Linked DNA regions of Danio rerio: region 1 is linked to region 2. A link is a contact called in public Hi-C data. All regions are on one chromosome and are shown on one strand. Each heading gives the region's core, a stretch centred on a gene start, on an enhancer-like site or on the middle of the called end of the contact. The rest is flanking DNA. Distances are from core to core; before and after follow the strand shown. Region 1 holds the start of b3gnt3.3 (UDP-GlcNAc:betaGal beta-1,3-N-acetylglucosaminyltransferase 3, tandem duplicate 3). Region 2 overlaps si:ch211-126g16.8 (a long non-coding RNA gene).

Region 1 (6,929 bases), core at 4,403-6,902, 46 kb after region 2:
AGGGTTTTTATCGGGATTTTTTTTTTTTTATTTAATAACACTTTTACCTAAATGCTCATATTTCTTCATAATACTGTATGCAGAAACACTAAATCATTTATTTTAGGAGTGTACTTACTGTAAAGAGGTTTAGGTTGACTTTTCCAGTTTTGTTAAAACATTCTTATTTCCAAACTATTTGCACATCCCAAAAATATGTAATCTTCGGTTACTCTCTTAACCTAGACCCCTTTGATTGTAAATTTATTTATAATTTATTGCTTTTTCTGGCTAAATTTTACATGCATAATTGTACATTTTTAAAGAAACACCCTTACTTTTTATTTTCAGAAAGGATTTAGACTTGTTTGTGAACCCCTTAAAGACTAATAATTTTATTTTATGTAAAACTTTTTTCTTGGTGTAAGTCTTTTAAACTTCATTTGTAAGTTTATTTCACAAACTATGTAGCCCTTTTTGTCTTTTTGATCATATGGTGTCTTCGTAATTATTCTTTCTGGCATAATAAAAAAAGAGAAAAGAAATAAGGGTTACAGAGGTACACGTTTTCTATTCAGAGGTTGTTCAATTTGTAATCAGTTGTGAAGTTCATTTACCCAGTTCATTTTCTCCTATTGAACCTTTTAACTCTCTAACTCTTCCTATTTTATAAGTAATAAACTAAATAACTTTAAAGTTCATATAAATCCAGTAGATTTAAAGTCAATTTTTGTCCTTCAGAAAGGCTACAATTCAAATCCCTCAAAAGTTCCTTATACCCCATCATTACCTTATAGCAGAGGTGTCCAAACTCGATTCTTGAGGGCTGGTGTCCTGCTGAATTTAGCTCCAACCTGTTTTAACGCACCTGCCAGGAAGTTTCTAGTATATCTATAAGAGCTTGATTAGCTGGTTCAGGTTTGTTTGATTAGGGCTGGATCTAAACTTTCCAGGACTGAGTTTGGACACCCCTGCCTTTTGGGATTAAAATTTTGATGCAGTTCCTTTTCTGGGCTGCTGTTGAGCAAGTGAGCAAATGTGATGCTTTGACAAATTTGTTTATTTACAAAGCAGTCTTAGGCCGTAGAAGTTATTATTCTGACATATTTTAACAGAACTGGTTTTGCAATACAGAAAATACTAGATCATGATCTGAGATGTGTAAAACAACATTAAAAAGCACCATTGCTCAAAATGCATTTATCCCAGGAGGTACAGGACGTCAACATGACGTCAGATTGACGTTGTACCCCAACGTTGTAGGGATGTTGCATTTTGTTTGGAAATTAAAATTGGGTTGACGTCAGAAACCCAACATCAGGCCAACGTCAATGCCTACCTAAAATGAATCAAATAATAACGTCTAATAATGTTACAGCTTGACATTGAGTGGACGAACTATGACGTCTATCAGACGTTGCATTTTGGTTGCCATACCTGAAGAATAAATGTCAGTATTTGATGTCACTATGACAGGTTTAAGATGTTGGCTTGATGTTGGATTTTGGTCACTTTCCAACACAACCTAAAATCAACCAAATATCAACGACATTTAATGTCGTTATTGGACATCAAAATAACGTTTTCCTTAAACATTGAATTTTGGTCACCTTGCTTCATAACCTAAATCTAACCTAATATTAACATCTTATGATGTTGTGTGCCTGCTGGGATATTACATGTGCATAATAGTACAAAACACATAACATTATCTGGATAATAATAAATGCAAACAGCTCATTTTATGTAATGTCTAAATCCATCTGTCTTTGAAATCAAGTTGTTTATACAGTTTTATTGAAAATGGAATTAAATGCAACACGTTTTCCTACTTCCTTTTCCTGTGCAGGTGCTGTTTCTGTTTGCCTCTTGTATCCATATCCATCAGTCTACACAGCAAATAAACAGAGCAGGATACACAGAGGTATCTGAGTACATGTTGACAGGCAGTTGAAATCATCAAACATTTTATTGGAAATCTGAATATGAATAATTTCAGGCTTGACTGTATATCTCAATATTGTTCAGTTTTTAATGTTCATGATTTAATGTATGTCTCCATAAAGTAAGAAAACAATACCTTTATTAAATTTCACTCATGTCATTTTTACTTAACACAGCTTGTTATGGGTGATGGGGATTTATGCACCACTCTTGATCAGCATTTTATAATGTCAATATGTCAAAAATGTTGACTGTCCACATACTTTATATTATTTTTATAATTATAAAATGAAAACTGACTGCTATTTTCTGATGTTACACATTGCAGGTTGAATAATGATTTGTAAATCAGGGTTCAATAATTCAAAGTCGTGAATCCTTTCAGTCAAGGACTTGATTAAAAGATTTGTTTCAGATTCTGAATAGAACTGTCAGTTTCTTTATTTGGCAGTTATTAGTTGCAAATGTAACAAAATTAACATTATCGTCAATTTCTACAATATAAAAATAAATTAGAAACTCTTAAGTAACCCACAGTTATTTGTACTCAGTAATTCCCCTGATAAAATTGATTTGAAGGGGCAAGAGATATTTTGATACTTGTTCTCTCTTAAAGTAAAAAGGTAAAAAACAAACAAGGCAGAAAGATTTACCTCTCAGCTTTTGAGTGACAGCTTTACAACTTATGAGGTATACTGAAAGCACTCTTTGATTTTTTAAAACAAACATAAGGCCTATGAAGAATACAATAAATATTGCTGTGAAAGAATCAACCACCCAGTTAAAGTGCAAAAGTCAACCTCATTTTCAAAAGCCAACATTCATTAAAAAATCCTGATCATAATGAATCCAGCAAGCTATTATATCTCCCTTTGAAACACACCCTGCTCTTTTGTTCTTTTGAAATTGTTCTTTGCACATCGCAAATTTGGGTTTTGTATTTCATCCCACATCACAAAAATCATGTGTGGCAGAAATCTGTGGACTAAAAGGATTTCTCTGTAATAGCAAGGGTCAAATTTGTCGACAATTCCAACTGGGACACGCAAACCAGCAGTTCTTACGCCAAAATGGGACGTAGGTTTGATGCCGGCCTTCTTCAGACACATTCCCATGTAAACGTCATCAATGGGCAGCAGAATTACAGAGTGTGACATGTTGTAGATCGTTCTGGCTGTGAAGCCGGACAGTAGAAATCCCCCTCCACCACAATATGGAGGATAAATGTCAGACTCCTGTATCTGAACCGGGATATAGTATTTACTTGAACGCTTTCTTATAGGGCCTACGTTCTGAATGATGTTCCCAGTAAAGAGATGTCTACTTCCATCATTGTCTTCTTGACCCTGAAGATACTCGATCATGTTAAACGTATTGGCAAAAATGTCATCGTCTCCATTTAAAAGGAATCTGGCGTGTGGGCACCTTCTGTCCATCCACTCTAAGAAAAGGATCTGCTTCAGTGTGAGGTTGAAGAATGAATCATTGAAGTCCCATTGTAAAATGTCCTTGTTCTCATTGTTCTCCAGCTTCAGTAGCCTATTCATCCTGCGTTTCCCTAAGCCACTACTACTTGTACCGATTATGAAGATTCGACGGATCCACACCCCTTTGTGCAATCTCTCCTCAGCCCATGTTTTCCGCAGAACTTCTCTGCGATCGTAATTCTCCGGAGAACTCTTGATGACCAGCAGGAGGAAGACATCTGCAGAGTTTTGAGCTCCACCACACTTATCAGGCACATCGAGAATCATGGGAAAACTCTTACAGTGTCGGTAAAGCAGAAAGTCTTTGATATGATCTGGCAGAGTGGAGAATTCAGGAAGTTTATAAAATGACATATTCGGCTGACAATATGAAGTCGATGGCGGAAGAGTTTCAGTTCTAGAGAAATCTTCTTGATTATGAAGGATTTCTTCTGTTTTTTTGCTCTTTAGATTCACATCATCTTCTTTAGAGTCATTTTTGTTGGTGATAATGAGCAGGCACACGACACCTGTTAGAAATAATAGTGCAGATTCCACATTCTTCTTTCTCATCTTTTCACCTGTTTAAGAACAGAGACACAATTTACATTATTGTTAGTCATGCAAGTTCACTAAACAAGTATATAAAAAACTACTTTTGTGATGTTTTTTTATGTCTTTTATATTTTTGTGTGGACATGAAATACATTGTTTTGTGCTCTGCAGAAAAAAGTCATAAGGTTTGAAATTGGCCGACTTTATAGGTTAGATCTATAAAATCTCACACGTCCATAAGAGAATTCATTGGCTTGTTTTCATAAATAATAATACATCAGGTTGATATCGACTAACCCGTCCGACCCCATTCATAAAGCCAACACTGTCATCAATTTTTGCAAATTACACAGTATTTAATTGTAATATGAACAGAATTTTACTGTTGGACAATTATGCAGTTTTGAACATTGTCACCTTGCCTACGGTTACTAAGCCACGATCGGTAGGTGGCGGTTTTTGGGTGTGGCTTAGCGAAGGGTCAGTTTCCTTCAAGTTTATTTCTATAGCACTTTTACAATGTAGACTGTGTCAAAGCAGCTTAACATAGAAGTTCTAGTAAATTGGAACTGTGTCAGTCCAGTTTTCGGAGTTGAAGTTCGGTTCAGTGGGGTTTAATTTTCACTAAAAGTTCAACCACTGAAGAGCAAAGCCAGCGATGCGCAGCTCCACAAGTCCCAATCCAAGCAAGCCAGTGGCAACACTATCTTGCAGGGCCTCAACAGAGATAGACCAGACTTTAGAAAATGAAGGCACATTTGTGTACATTCACTCCACTTGATTGGCCTTCTAAACAACATTCCCTGAATCGTCAAACCCAGACTCCTACTGTACGACCACTGAATTTTAAAAGGAAAACCACTGCACTGTGACATTTTGGTATTTACCATGCTTGTGTGTTCTATTGAATAGGAAATATGTGGCAATGATACAGAAGCCCCACCTTCATATATAACACTGCCCCGTGAAGCTCTTTCCCTAGAAGATCCTCTAAATTCGTTAATTGTGGCCGTTCAAAGTACAAGATATTTTAGGTCTCTGAAAATGGCTTAGAAAATATTTGCTCTTAAAGTGAATGTTTTCTTATTCTGTTTTATTCTATTCTCAGTTTGAAATGTATTCAGGAGTAAAAAAGTCGCTGTCATTACTAAAGTAATTGGTTTAGGCGGTGTAGATGGACACATGGTAAAACCAGTAATACAGGGTAATCAGAGAGACCAGCCCTACAAATAACAATAAACAGTAAAAAGACAAAGCAGTGCAATTTCTTCCAATTCTGTGACACATGTGATCTAAATACAACCATTAAAGTTTCAGTCTGGATAATGAAGTAATAAAACACTGAAACATCATTTCAATAAATAGGCATGTAAGACAATGCCTGAAAGCTTTAATGTTATAGTAAAGTTAGGAGCTGTAAGGAGTTGACATACCCTAATCATTTTTAATTAACAATAGTAATATTGAACAATTTAACAATAATAACAAAATTTTATTGAATAATTTAACAATATCATAAATTGCAAACAAAATAATTTTGTCTTATTGATTTGAATTCATTTAAATTTCCCTCAAGTAAAAAAGATTAAATTGTAACTATATAGGAAACAAAACTCCTCACCTCTTTTGAGAGCCTCTGAGAGATGTTTGCAGTTTTGTTTTAAGTAAAGCCAGTGTGTCCAAGACAAAGGGAATCACAGTTTCTGCACATAAAAGGTACTTTTTTGCACACTTTGAAGGGCCGACCAAGTGCTTTCAAGACCAATAGTAAGTCAGCATGCAAATACTGTCAAATAACCCCTCTCTGGAATTAGCCTGAAACTCTTAAACTGGTTAATCAAGGTAATTGTATGTTAGCGAAGTAAGCAATGGCCTCCTTCGACTGCCAATCATTCATTTATTTTCTTTTGGCTTAGTCCCTTTTTTAATCTGGGGTCGCCACAATGCACCGCCAACTTACCCAGCATATGTTTTAGGCAGTGGATGCCCTTCCAGCTGCAACCCATCACTGGGAACACATACACACAGATACATTCACACACATACATTACGAACAATTTAGCTTACCCATTTCACCTATACCGCATGTCTTTAGACTGTGGGGGAAACCGGAGCACCCAGAGGAAATCCACGCGAACATGGGGAGAACATGCAAACTCCACACAGAAATCCCAACTGACTCAGCCGAGGCTCGAACCAGCGACCTTCTTGCTGTGAGGTGATTGTGCTAACCACTGCACCACCTTGACCATCTGTTAATTGATTAAAATAATTGATTTATCAGGTTAAAATAATTATTTAGATGAAAATAAATTACTAAATGAATAACTGTTATTACACATCCTGTCCAGTGTTGTTCTTCAAACAAAGTGGATTCAGTGAAAACCAATACTTTTAAAGGAACATAATATAACATAACAATACCCTACTTTTACATACAGTATGTACAAATTCACTCCTCAGCAAACTTCATAATGCAGTTGGAAAACATATGTCTGTTTCTGTGACAGTTTTTATCAGTGGCTTTTGATACATTCATCAGATCAGACTTGAAATCTGCAAAACAATGCATACAAATAGCAAAACACCATGAATTACCTGCAAAACCCAATCTCTAGCTCAAAATCCTTAGTTCATCTCTCAAAATTAAATGCGTCAATGAACATGCAGTTCTTGCGTCATTGTGTGCGGAATCTGCGGATAAGACAAACTGCTTGGTCATGATGTCAATGTAACAGTGCTGTAATTTAACAGTCAATGTATGGGGGGATGTTCTGATTTATAGTAAACTATGGCTACAGATTTGATGACAGTTATTGCAAACTGTAGGTTACACCTTCACAAATATGGGTGTTTGATTGCAAGAAACATGACAAGATTCACATTATGCTTTGTTTGTACTGTAATTAGTTGGCAGACTATGTCATATACAGAAAGGTAAAGACAGCACTGCATAGCACACACAAAAAAGGAAATAGAAATGTG
Region 2 (7,427 bases), core at 3,923-6,422:
TTGGGTGATAAATAAAATACTTGGGTGTTATTTTAAATAATAAACTCTTTAAAAAAAAAGAGTTCTAAAATAATAAATATTTTAAATAAATAAAATACTTGGGTGATAAATAAAACACATTGACGAGAAATGCTACATATTTGGTAGTTGAGAACGCCCCGCTCCGCAGTGAGAAACCTTTTTTCCGAGAAATGGGGGCGGCGGAACAGAAGCAAGAAACCCTCTCGCACGGTTGGGAAAAAGTATCTGCATTTGCGCTACAAGTACACCGTCTGAACGTGCAAAGTCAACATGTTAGTTTTGTTTTAAAGTGCGTGATGTCATGTACTACCACCGGTGGCAATGGACAACTGCGGTGGCAACTGACCACCGCAGTGATGCGGTTTTCACGGTGACCGTCACAGCCCTACGCTCAACAAAAATGACTGTGATTGGCTCATAGTTTCAAACAGGTCTGAAGGACTCAATTAGGTTGATCAGATGTGTTTTTATTAAGGATGGAACTGTGCAGAGCTGCGGCCCTCCTGGAACTGAGTTTGACACCTGTGGATAAGGGCATAGGGATGAGCCTTTCCGAATGGAACCCAGCATTGATCCCACCTCAAAAGTAAACTTTGTTACAAATTATTGCATTGCTTTTATTGTTATTATTATCAATCAACTATTAATATAAATCTATATTATAAATGTAACTAATGACATGCTGTTTACAAGAAATTATTGATTTATATAGATTTAATTTTTTTGTCCTAAATTATGGGAACCTGAAGTCAGATTTTCATTCATAATATGTTCATTCTGTAGATTTTGAAATCTTGCTTTGTTCGATTGACACACTTGCCAAAAACAATGGCTTATGGAAAAAAAGTCAACATGTTCAAAAGGCAATAAAAGGATGTTTTTGAGAAGAGATTATAGCCGACTGTATGTGATTTATCTTTGTTTTGGAGAAAATACAACATAATATCACAAAGAAAGTTGTCACCCACAGAGGGCACTATTGTTTACCTAATAACACAGGAAATCACTCAATGATGACACCCTTTCATAAAATGCACAAGGTCTGAAAAAACTGAAGAGAAAGAAAGACAAAGGTTATAGAGTTTAGCTGTTTAAATGCTGTTGTCGATGCTTCAGATTAAAAAAAAAGAAAATCATCCTGATAACCCCTGTTTATTTACAACACCCACTTTGAAGAGACTGGTGTGTAAAAATAAAAGAAAGAAGAGTTTTCTATTCAGAGGTTGTTCAATTTGTTATCAGTCATGATGTTAATTAATTTAGTTGAACTCCTTCTATCCTTCTACAAGCTACACAGTGTATAGTAGAATGGGGGATGTCGGCAAACAGTTCATGTAAATTCAGTAGATTAAAAGTTTGGTTTGGTCAATCAGAAAGGCAAAAATTAAAATTCCCATAAGTCACTTGTCCTAAAAAAAGAAAAAAAGAGTTCTAAAAGACTAGCTATTTTTTTTTTCAGCTCTATCCAAAATGCATAGTTTTTTTTACAGATTCATAGATAAATCAGTGTATTTACACAACGGTCTTCAGTGGTTGAAGTTATTGTTGTAAAATTAACCTGTTTTTGCAATAGAGTTTATTCTAGATCATCATCTGAGATGTATAAAACAACATTCTAAACATATCCTAATATTTAAATGGATTATGTCCAACAGCTTGTTTGTTATTCGCTTGTTAAGTCGTGACGTATGAAGCACTGTTTTGGGGTGCAAGCTGCTACACATTTGAACTGAGAAAATAATCGTTTATGACAACTTTTTAGTCATAACACACATTAAAGTTCATTTGATATAAAATCATAGTGTACATAACAGGCTTTGGACTTACTGCATCACATACATCAATATTTTAACTATTTATAACAAAATGTATCACTTTTTGGCCATCTGAAAGTAGGCATGTATGCTTATATATGGAGATAGTGATTTTTTGAAAGTATTACATTGCTTTGCAAATGTTTATTATTACCATTTGATGAGTCTCCCAATACAGTTTGATAGAGCACTTGGACTTGGACCGCAAACCACTTCGCTTGATGTAACACTTAGCAAGTGGATACAGTTTTATTAAAAATAGAATTAAATGCAAGTTTTTCTGTTTCTTTTTTCTGTGCAGGTGCTGTTGTTTCAGTTTGCCTGCTGTATCGATTGTCTACACAGCAAATAAACAGAGCAGTATGCACTGAGGTATCCAAGAACATGTTGGCAGGCAGTTAAAATGTGCAAATTCAGACCAAATCAATCATACACAGATTTGAAACCACTTTAATATCAAAATGTGAAAAGACTTTACAAACACCAGAAACACAAGCTATTGATCATGGTTATGGCTTTAATTACATTTAAACTTTCTATTGTTAACCATTTTTACAGCAAACTATTGCCAATTAAATGCTAAGGTAAGAAAATTAAACAATATGTCAACTGTGCAAAAATATCCTTCAGAAAACCAAATTTAATAATACCAAGCACTCATTAAGCCAAAGACAGACAGGTCAAAGAAACATGAATAATGAATTAGGAAACTTTAGTCAAATATTCAGGATTTTACGTGTAGTTTAATGCACGTCTCCATTGAGTAAGATTACAATGCCATAAATGAATCTGACTTAAGTATCGAACTAAAACAACTTGATATAGGTGCTGGAGTTTTATGTATCACAATTAATCAGCATTTAATCATGTCAATAAGTCAAAATGTTCACTCATGTCAACATACTTTATAATCTTTTTATAATTTTAAAACCGATGTGGATTGCTGTTTTCTGATGTTACAGATTATTTAATAAATCTGATTTGCAATTCAGCATTTTTTAATTCACATTTTGTGAATTCTTTTAATCCAGAAGAACTTGAATAATAAAAAGATTTCATTCAAATTCTGAATGTAACTATCAGTAACTTTCCTTTGGTTAATTAGCTAATATATTTTTTCCTTTGAAAAAGTTTTAATCCACCCTGTTCTTTTGGTCTTTGCACATTACAAATCTGGGTTTTGTATTTCCTCCCACATCACAAAGATCATGTGTGGCAAAAATCTGTGGACTAAAATAATTTCTCTGTAATAGCAAGGGTCAAATTTGTCAACATTTCCAGCTGGAACACTCAGACCAGCAGTTCTTACGCCAAAATGGGATGTAGGTTTGAGGCGAGCCTTTTATAGATTGTTTTCGGCAGAGCAGCGCACTTCCAACTCACTCCATCAGGTGGAAACCGGATGTCCCCGTAATCCATATGTGTAAGATTTTTATTTACTTTTTTGTTTGTTTTTTTAGGACAGCAGTATCTCCAGCAGAAAAGATATCCAAAGATGCTGTTTTAAATTGTTAGGAAATCTGTTTTTTTTTTTAAAACAAATGAAGACAGAAGAAGTCAATGATCCATTTGAATTATTTAGCCTAACATGCCCATGGCTATAATGGTAATGCATGAATGCCTTGTTTTTATATGCTTGAGACTTGACATCATTTAGTCTTGATCTCACTCTGCAAAGAAAATTGTGTTTAAAGGCTGTTAAGCGCCCTCTTGAGGATGACCACTGATTGTTAAATACTATTTTAAAACATTCAATGTAACATCATTTATCTTTAAATAATTGTGTTGCTGTTATTGTTATTATTATCATTCCACTAATAATATAAATCAATATCATAAATGTAACTAATGACATATATACTGTTCATTAGAAATGATTCACTCATATGGATGTTTTATTTTTATTTATTTTTTTGTCCTAAATCATGGAAACCTGATGTCAGCTTTTCATTCATAATATGTTCATTCTGTGGATTTTGAGATCTGGCTTTGATTGATTGACGCACTGTACCAGAGAAATTGCTTCTGGAAAAAAAATCTATTTGTTGAAAATGCAACAAGGCGGTATTTTTGAGAAGAGATATCTGCTGCATGTGATTTATCTCTGTCCTGGGGTCCGTTCTTCGTACGTGGATTACTCAGTTAGCTGGATTTGGATATTGACGATTTGACACAATCCAGGATCGTTTCGTTCTTCAAAGCTGATCCGAGAGTTGTTGTCATGGCAACAGTTCTGCTAGATCAAACCTGATCGGGAGCAGGTTCAAATCATATAAACAGGATTAGATCGGTTCAGTTCAAGCAAAGATAATACAGAAAGTATGTACCGAGCTCTGATATTTTCTTACAGTAAAAGTTATATACACTTGGGAAAATAGTAAATATTTTTTAACTATATATATATAAAAGTTATATTCATTAATAAAATAAATAAAGTTATACATATTAATAAAACGTATGCAATCTGCACCCTCGAAATGAAAGTACAAAGACTGCCACCTGGCGGTGCAAAGAGAAAACTTATTGATATGAACTTTTTAGATCGCTTTAGTACAAATTGTGTATAATAGAAATGCACAATATGTGACTTTTTTTAAAAGCAATAATATATTTATGCAGTCATAAACATGTTTTGAACGTTAATATGCCAGTGATGCTTCACAAAAGTTGCAGACGCCTTTACCAATATCAAAATGCTTTTGTAAACAACCAGTTATTCTTTACACCGATTAAAAAACGGATACTATAATAAAGAAAATCTTTTCTAAATGAAGAACTAAATACATTGATTTGCATTGAAATACATGATGAATACTCTTGTCTTGACAGATGAAAGTGTAAAGCCTGCAGCTCACAACAAATGTGAAGTTACTGCGTGTCATATTTAACAAGCCGTTTACTGCTAATTTGATGTAATTTTGCTCACATGGATAATTGAATATTAATCAGATGATGTCATTACGCTGCTGTGCCGTCAGCCAATCGTTGCATTGCTGATCATGATTTCGAGGATCGATAGATCTGTCCTTAACAACAAACGCAGCGATCTCAGATCAGTTCATCCAGATATTCTAATCTGATTCGCGAACTTGTTTGGAGAACCAAATTAGCGAGAGATCAGTTATCAAGATTAAAAGATCCAGGATCTGCCAAATCATCTAAGATCATTTAAGCGAGGTACGAAGAACGGACCCCTGGGAAAAATACAACATAAATAAAAATAAAAAAAACACAGAGAATCTTTTCACCCACAGAGGGCACTATTGTATACTTAATAACACAGCATTCTGATGCAGGACAGCCCAAAAGTTAGGAAATCACTCGATGATGACATCTTTTATTGACCTAATGTACAAGGTCTGAAAAAACAGAAGGGACAGAGAAAAAGAAAACTAAAAGTTTAGAGAGTTTGACTGTTGCAATGCTGTTATCGATGCTTCAGATTAAAGAAAATAATGGAATTATCCTGGTAACCAGAGGTGGGAGTAAATCACACATGTGCAAGTCTCAAGTTATAACCTTCAGGTATCAAGCAAGTCAAGTCATTTTTGTCAAAGTCAAGTCAAGTAGAGTTACTGCTTATCTCAAGTCAAGTCATACAGTAGCTTGGTCTAGCAAGTCACTTTCAAGTCAATCAAATTTTTGTTGATTTTGAAACTTTTGCAATTTCTTTTGCATTTTATATTTACATTTATAACTTTCAGGGTTGTATGTAATGCGTATTATACAAAAACAGGTATTTATTTAACAAAAACATGTTATTTCGAGTCCATTAACTCAAGTCTAGTTTCAAGTCATGACAGTCAAGTCCAGGTCAAGTCAAGTCTTTTTTGGATATTTGTCAAGCAAGTCTAAAGCCCTAAATTTTGTGACCCAAGTATGACTTGAGTCAAATCATGTGACTTAAGTCCCTCATCACTGCTGATAACCCTTGATTCTAGATCATGATCAACATTGTAAAGCAACAATACTTAAAAAGGAATTTATGTTACATGTACATTATAGCAAAAAGACATTACATTATGAGGGTACTAATGAATGTAAAAAGCCCATTTACAATTAATGTTTAAATGGTTTATTTCTAAAAGCCAGTTGTTTGTACAGTTTTATTGAAAATTGAACTTTTTCCTGTGCAGGTGCTGCTTGCCTCCTCTGTCCATTTTCCATCAGTCTACACAGCAAATAAGCAGAGCAGGTTGCACTGAGGTATGCAAGTACTGTACATTTTGACAGACAGTTAAAATGTTCATTGTAAATTTAGACCAAATCAATCAAACACAGATTTGAAACCACTTTAGCTATTGTTGGTATAAAGTTGTAAAATTACTTTCAAGATGGATTTACAAACACCAGAAACACAAGCTATTGACCATGCTCATGACTTTAATAACATTTAAACTTTCTATTGTTTACCATATTCATGGCAAATTGTTGACTATTAAATGATACGGTAAGAAAATTAAACAATAAATCACTGTAAAAATAAATATCCTTCAGAACACCAAATTTAACAATAACAAGCACTCATTAAGCAAAAGACAGACTGGTCAAAGAAACGTGAATAATGAATAAAAAAAATCTAGTAAATCAATACAAAAAAAATAAATAAAAGAAAATCAATACAAACAGTAAATTGGATCCCAAAAAATATCCTAACATACAATAAAGTGCAAAAGTCAACTTCATTTCCAAAAGGCAACATTCATTTTATCATTACTTTAAAAAATCTTGATCATATTGAATCCATCAAGCTATTGTATTTTGCTTTGAAATATCTTTACATACCCTGCTCTTTTGTTCTTTTAAAATGGTTTTTTTGCACATCGAAAATTTGGGACAGTAAAAAGCCTCCTCCACCACAATAGGAGGATGAATGTCAGACTCCTGCATATGAACCAGGACATAGTATTTACTAGGGATGGGAAGATTAATCGATATGTATCGATACGCGGTCATGCGCGTGCACGATGCGAGTGCATCGGTTGAGCAGCAGAGGATGAATGAAATTTTGGAAGCAAATCGAGATGCATCGGTTTTTGCGAGATGCATCGGTTTTTCCAAGATACAGCTTATATTTTTATTATAGAATGTATTTTTTATTTATTAACAAGTGTTGTCAACCTGTTTTTGGCGCATAATTTAATCGACCTACATAAAGTAAGCCTTAGCAACGGATTTGCGGATGTGTACACTTACACTACAACTCAGTGTATCAGGTGTGCGGATGAAGCTAGTGGTGCACCCTCAGAAAGCGCGAGAAGCAAAACAAACATTTTATTCCCCACTGAGTTTTAAATCTAAAGTATGGCAACATTATGGATTTAAAGAGCCCATATTATGGGTTTTTGAAAATTCCCCTCCATGTAGTGTGTAACACAGCTCTAAGTGAAGTGAAGTATCCAGCTAAGGCTTAAATCTGTAAGAATACAGTGTTTAAAACGGTTGATTCATCTATAAAAGAGTCGACTCATAGTGCTTCGAACGAGTCGCCTTGATACCGATTCATTAGGTGTTTCGCCATGACGTACGAACGAAACCAAGTTATTCACGTGCACGCGCAAACCCGGGAGATTTCAAACCTGAGGCCCCGCC

What was found. Hi-C and Micro-C count contacts between places; a contact is called where the count stands out from the background.
Region 1: a Hi-C map of an unstated tissue shows a contact between it and region 2, with 20 times the contacts expected there. The contact joins the promoter of b3gnt3.3 here to the enhancer-like site in region 2. A contact is called at or near these places in 2 of 18 Hi-C or Micro-C datasets (caudal fin and an unstated tissue).

What each region holds. Positions count from the first base shown.
Region 1 is chr8:15,353,314-15,360,242 of GRCz12tu, forward strand. b3gnt3.3 (UDP-GlcNAc:betaGal beta-1,3-N-acetylglucosaminyltransferase 3, tandem duplicate 3) reads right to left here and starts at 5,653. Exons shown (of 2, transcript NM_001128245.2): 1 at 5,566-5,653; 2 at 2,784-3,970. The coding sequence starts at 3,962. The coding sequence ends at 2,784. si:ch211-126g16.8 (a long non-coding RNA gene) reads left to right here. Exons shown (of 6, transcript XR_012384162.1): 4 at 1,829-1,903. It also overlaps a transcript of b3gnt3.2 not described here.
Region 2 is chr8:15,307,404-15,314,830 of GRCz12tu, forward strand. si:ch211-126g16.8 (a long non-coding RNA gene) reads left to right here. Exons shown (of 6, transcript XR_012384162.1): 3 at 5,972-6,041. It also overlaps a transcript of b3gnt3.1 not described here. Among named protein-coding and RNA genes, the nearest start is that of b3gnt3.1, 11 kb to the left of the region's middle. Within about 2 kb of position 5,173, at least 3 of the 62 cell types and tissues checked have an H3K27ac peak or open chromatin away from gene starts, as enhancers often do.